2 separate regions of the Sus scrofa genome follow, and region 2 is linked to region 1. Evidence: chromatin contacts called from public promoter capture Hi-C data. All regions are on one chromosome and are shown on one strand. Each heading gives the region's core, a stretch centred on a gene start, on an enhancer-like site or on the middle of the called end of the contact. The rest is flanking DNA. Distances are from core to core; before and after follow the strand shown.

What was found. Promoter capture Hi-C pulls out the DNA fragments that hold promoters and counts their contacts.
Region 2: a promoter capture Hi-C map of liver shows a contact between it and region 1, with 2.5 times the contacts expected there. The contact joins the promoter of TRA2B here to the promoter of SENP2 in region 1. A contact is called at or near these places in 1 of 5 promoter capture datasets (liver) and 1 of 47 Hi-C or Micro-C datasets (heart right ventricle).

What each region holds. Positions count from the first base shown.
Region 1 is chr13:123,428,519-123,431,544 of Sscrofa11.1, reverse strand. It overlaps SENP2 (sentrin-specific protease 2), which reads right to left and starts at 1,630. Exons shown (of 17, transcript XM_021069989.1): 1 at 1,304-1,630. The coding sequence starts at 1,404.
Region 2 is chr13:123,779,246-123,782,271 of Sscrofa11.1, reverse strand. It overlaps TRA2B (transformer 2 beta homolog), which reads left to right and starts at 1,521. Exons shown (of 9, transcript NM_001077221.1): 1 at 1,521-1,556. The coding sequence starts at 1,521.

The DNA.
Region 1 (3,026 bases), core at 381-2,880:
GAATACCATTTGGTTCATAACTTTCAACATCCCACGAAGACTTTTTGGCTTCATTTGGACTGAAAAATGGCTTACAATGAAGAGTTTATATCAATTAAGGATGTATAATAAAGAACAGGATTTTGATCTACAAGCCAGTTTCCCTGACCAGCAGAGATTTGCATTAAAAATAAAGGACGAGGGAGAGGGAATTAACATTCCCTTATTCAATAAATATATACAAGTGCCTGTCATGCTCCGGCCTCTGCACAAGGCCCTTGGAGTAGAATAAACAAACACTACCCTTATATGCATTAAGCATCATTTTAGGCACAACTTGTATTCAAATGATCCTTGTATTAACTCCACAGAAAATTATAAAAAACACAATGAAATCTTGCCCTCTCTAGAACATAGGATGGAATTTAGCCCAAAGCCAATTTCATCATGAGCAGCATTCTTAGATTCATGTATTAATTAATCATCTTTGTCTCAAGCTCCAAGAAACCAACCTTCAATCTTGAGGCTTAATAAAAAATTAAATTAATACCTGACCACTAAAAGTTGGGTGTGGGTATGTACAGACTTAGTATGGTATTTTATTCTCTCGATTAATTCTTAGGGAAGGGGGTGGACACAATGAAATGGGACAAACCAACAGGTAAATGCAAAGAACAACTTTTAGTTTCTCCAAAATTTTAACAGAATTTTAGAGTACAGACTAGTGATCTTTTTAAAGTAATCAGATATCTATTTTTTTTTCTCATACACTAATTCTAAAGCACAGAATCACTCTCCCTCCTCCCGACAACACACACACACACACAGTTTGACAGCTGTTTTAGAACAAGACAGCTGCTGTCTCTTGTTGCTAAGAGAACAGTACGTGTGGTCAAAAGGACTTTGGGCAAGCTATGATTCTCACCTCCCTTAACTGCGCTTATTGCGCACAGATGACACCTGGGGGTGTGCTTTGCAAACAGTGAGCCACAACAAAGACAGTTTTCCTTCAATTTTCAGTATTCAACCTAAGAGCAGCAAAATATGACAAAGCTCTATTTGTTAACAGCAACCAGCTTGGGCTCTGATGAGAAAGATCCTAACCATCAACTACTGGCTCCTTCCATCATCAGGAGCCGCATCCACACAGCGGGGAGGAGCGACTACGTCACCAGGACGCCCGCGATCCGCACCTCGACCACCTCCGCCCAGCTACCTGTTTCTGCCAAGCGGGGCCTGCCTGGTTGGGTCAGCGCTAGGCTAGCCGAGCCCCGGGTGGGGGAGGGGGAGTGCCAGGCCGGCGTTCGGCCCCCTCTCCTCTCACCTGTTCGAGCGCCGCCTCTTCAGGAGAGCCCGGGAAGAGGGCACCGGCCGGTCACAAAAACGGAAAATGGTGCCGAGAATCCTAACCAGCCATTTGTACATACCAGGCCCAAGCAGCAGCGGCGGCCGACACACCCCGAGACGCAAACCCCAGAGCTGTCGCCGCCGCTGCCGCCTTCTCCGCCTCGGCCACCACCGCCAAGGCTCAGTCGCCGAGTTGTGACGCGGTCCTAGGGCCCACAGATACAACGTCCCTTGAGCTACAGGAGGCCCCCGCTAGCCACCGCTCCTGACGTCACCTCCTCCCGCCCGACCGGAAAGCATCCTCATTCTCAGTTTGCGCACGCGCAACCTAGGTCCCCACCTCCTGAGCCTAGCAACCAGAATGCCTGCGGGAAGGTTCCAGTCCAATCGCTGACGAGATCGCAAGGGATGTGGGCGGGGTATTCTCTTCGGCGGAGCCAATCCTGAGACTGCCCGAGGGACAAGCCCACCGGCCGCACAAGAGCGTTCTCTACCCTGGAGTGAGCGCTCCAGGGGCCTGCAATACTGCAGGTGATCATTAAATGTTTGTTGAATGCACAAAATAAAGGTTAGTCAGGCTAATTAACAAACGTTCACCCTGCTAGGATCCCTTTACTTTGCACATACTTTATGCCTGGTATTTTTACACGCAGTCAACTTCATTTCTCTCAGCAACCTCAGGAGATGCAGAACCTTGTGCCCACTTTTAATCAGTAAGGAAATCGAGGGATAGAGCGATTAAGTAATTGCCTACGGTCACAAAACTAGCTAGTACCACGGATGGAATTTGAACCAGGGTCTGTGTACCAACACCAGTCTCTTGCCCTTGAGATCAGTCTACTGGGAGATATGATTACAAATTACACCTCAAGACAATTGGTTGTAAGTAAACTGCACTTAAGTTAAATTTTTAAAAAGATGATTGGGAGGTCCCTTGTGGTACAGAGGGTTAAGAATCAGGTGTCATCATTGCAATTTCTAGAGTCCCTGCAGTGGCACAGGTTGGATCCCTTGCTAGAGAACTTCCCTAAGTCCTGGGCGTGGCCAAAAAACGAAAAAGAAAAAAAAAGGCTGTTGTGATAAAGGTGGGTACAGAGTGCAGTAGGAGCCAAAGAAAGGAAAACTGGATGGGAAAAGGACGGGAAGGGCAGAACTCAAAAAAGTCTTCACAGACACTTAAGAATGGAAGGCTCCCTGTGGCCTACTAGTAGTACCTACTAATACCCCCTGAGCTGCCAAGAAGTCCTGCTAACTACTCTCCCTCTCTTGTCTAGAGGTTCCCAGTAACGATCAACAATAGAAAAATAACCACCCTTCTTATTACTGGAAAATCCAGTCCCCTACCTAACACTCCTGGGAATATGCAAAGGTTTTCTTGCCCACGAATCCATCCCTGGAAATACTTGATCTTTAATCTGTGATTCAGTTAAGGTTGGACTTCCAGACTTGCTTGAACTTCAACAGAGACACTCCCTAGTACAGTCTCATCCTTGTTCAATAAATATTTTTCTGCAGCAAGCCACCTCCTAGAGCCACAGAACCACCAGCTACCCACCTGTGGCTACCCACCACTCTGGCCTGGGCTGGGGATAGGAGCAGTTCCTGGAGGGTAGAAGCAAATCCTAAATGTGGGCATGGGCTCCTCCCTCAATTCCCTAAAATATAGCTAATACCAGGCCATTACAGATAGTCTGGGAATA
Region 2 (3,026 bases), core at 272-2,771, 350 kb before region 1:
TGGGGGGAGGAGGGGGAGAGGAGGTTGGGGAGAAGATAAACAATATCTATTAATGACAGGATTCTTATGCAGGGTGATGGAAATGTTTTAATATTGTGATGGTATGGAGTTCCTGTTGTGGCTCAGTGGTTAACGAACCCAACTAGTATCCATGAGGATGCCAGTTTGATCCCCAGCCTTGCTCAGTGGGTTAAGGATCCTGCATTGCTGCGAGTTGTGGTGTAGGTTGCAGACACAGCTCAGATCTGGCTGTGGCTGTCCATAGCCTGGGAACTTCCATATGCTGCGGGTGTGGCCCTTAAAAAAAATACAATAAAATTGTGATGGTTGCAATTCTATAAATATAAAAACCGCTTGAATTGTACATTTTATTTTTTTGGCTGTGCCTGTGGCATGCAGAACTTCCCTGGCCAGGGATTGAACACTCACCACAGCAGCTACCCAAGCTACTGCAGTGACCCCACCAGATCTTTAACCCACTGCCCCACAGAAGAACTCCAATTTGTATACTTTAAATGGGAGTATTGCATGGTATGTGAATTATATCTCAAGAGAACTGTTTTTAAAAATCAAGTGGCCCTTTACAGATATCGAAGTACCTCACCAGCCAAGTACCACACTTTTTTAAGGAGGACAACAGGGACAGAGGGATGGCTGAACGTCCAAGTTTGGACTCTTCCCACTATATCATGCTGTTGAGATTTGGCATAATTAAACTCCTTGTGACACCACTATAGTTATACATTTCTCTAATGTTTGAAATCATAGTTTGCAAATCTGTGTTTAACAGTTCTCCCTAATTACACCACTAACCCCTTTAGGTTAGAGACTGTGCCTGGTTTCAGTGCATCAAGATCTGGTAGAGTACTTGCTACTTAACAGATGCTCAAATGAAGGTTTTTCAGGCAGGAAAGACCCACAACTGAAGTTATATATATAAGAGCAAAGCAAAGCATGGAACCTACCATAGGGCTATCCGCCCTCTCCAATCACAGGAAAACACAAAAATGAGGAATAAAGTGAAAGAAAGGAAATAAAGACGGGCGAAATGTTGGGCATCTCCTCCCTTCCCCACCCTCCACGACGGCTGGAAAGTTCCAGAAGGGAGTCAGGCGTGTCCGATGACGTCACTACGGCCCTTGGAGACCACCACTGAGGACAACTCGCGCTCTCACTTTCCCGCCTCTAAGAAACCCCGAGTTGGGAGTTAGCGCGGTTTGAGGGGCGGGGTTACGTCACGTCCGGTTCGGGACGCGCCACTGCTGTAAAGGGAAAGTCGAGCGCAGAGGGGCGGGGCCAAGAAAGCGCGCCTTCTGGGAGGGGGTGGGGCCGGGTTAAAGAGCGCCGCGTCACGTCCGGAAGACTTAGAGCCCGTGCGGAGGCGGTGCGGAGCGTTTCGGTCCTCAGCGGCTGGGGAACCACTGCGTGGTGTGAGGCTGCGGCGGAGCCTCTAGATAGAAGGCGCGAGAGGGTGGCAGCTTCGCTTGAAGCACGTCGAGCGACGACAGCAGCCAGGAGTCATGAGCGACAGCGGCGAGCAGAACTACGGCGAGCGGGTACGTAGCAGTGGTGAAGGGGGCGGCTGCGTGGTCCCAGCTTCTTGCATCTTTTCCAGGCCCGTCGGCCTCGGGCCGGGTGATGGGGGAGCGATTTCGGTTCCGAAAACTGAGACCAGGAGAGAGGGGAGTCAGGGTTTGAAAAGCCCTCCTAGGTAGTGTCTTAACCGTGAGGGAGACTGCCGGCATGTTTAGGTGGCTTGGTACCCGAAACGGCGGTTTTTTCCGTTATGAGGTGGTGGTGGGGGGGATTAAAAATGGCCGCTGCGTCCCCTCGGTGGTGGGGGAGGGGAGCAGTATCTCGTTTCGCCGTTGGTCTCCTGCGAAGCCTCGCCGCAGCCATCTTGGGCTGGCGGGCCGGGCGCGCTGCCAGAAGCACAAAATGGCGGAGGAGCCGCGCGTCAACGCGGGCCCGACCGGCGGAGGGGCCCACACCTCACAGGGTCGCGGGGGCTTCGGGAGGGAAAGAAGCGACGTTCTGTGGGGTCTTTCGCTCGTTAGGGTAAGACAAGGTCGAATTCTGAGCCCCGAATGTATGAAATTCTAGAGTGTTCTTGGGGCCTCTTTTCAGGTGGGGGAACTAGGAGAAGTCCTGGGCCCGTTAGTTTGAGGAGATTACGCGCGGGCTTTGTGTTCGGCCTAAATGCAGTGTTTTTCTTTGATGTCGAAGAGGGTCTCAAACCCTAGATCGTTGCGGTGTCCAAGTAGACCACAAGGTCGCTGATATTTTCTTGTTTTATAGAGGTCCCCCCCCCCCCACGGGATGGTGGAGAAATTGGCGGGTAACAATTTATGGCGCCGTTGTTTCCTTTGTTTTGAGGCATTCTTGTTATGTGAACTACAGCTTGTTTTGGTGCGCTTTTAAGTTTTCACTTAAAAATGTAGAGTTCCGTGAGGGTTGGATCAAGTGCAGAAATAAGACAGTTCCTGGGCTTAAAAAGCATGATGTAAAGCTTGGTTTTGGGTCCTTGAGTACAAATGTGTAAAGATGTAAGACTTGGCAGAATCTTGCCTACTTGGAGCTTGAGATTTGTTGGAAGGGTAATGAACACCATAGAACTTGATTTTTTTTTTTTTTTTTTTTTTAAACCTTGATGGGATTAGGTTAGATGTTACGTAATTTTCCGGTAAAATCTATTCAAATATCTGGTAAATCTATTCAAAAATCTTCCACAAAGGAATGAGAAAGATTTTAGGTGGTTCATTAGAAGGGTATTGTTGGGGAAAAAAAAAACTTATTTTAGCTCTTAGAATCTTAGTGGATTTACCGTGTAACTTCTGGATTCAAATCTGATTAATTTGGCTTGAACTAATCAGGCCCCATCTTTAGCTATGCAGATGAATTTTGGCTTTATATATTTTTCCCTAAGACGTTTGATTTTTCACTGTCATCAGTGTTTGTCTGATTATTTAAGCTTTTTTGTAGAGAGAAAGCTTGGATCCAGTTCACAAGTTGTTGAAGCTGTGGCT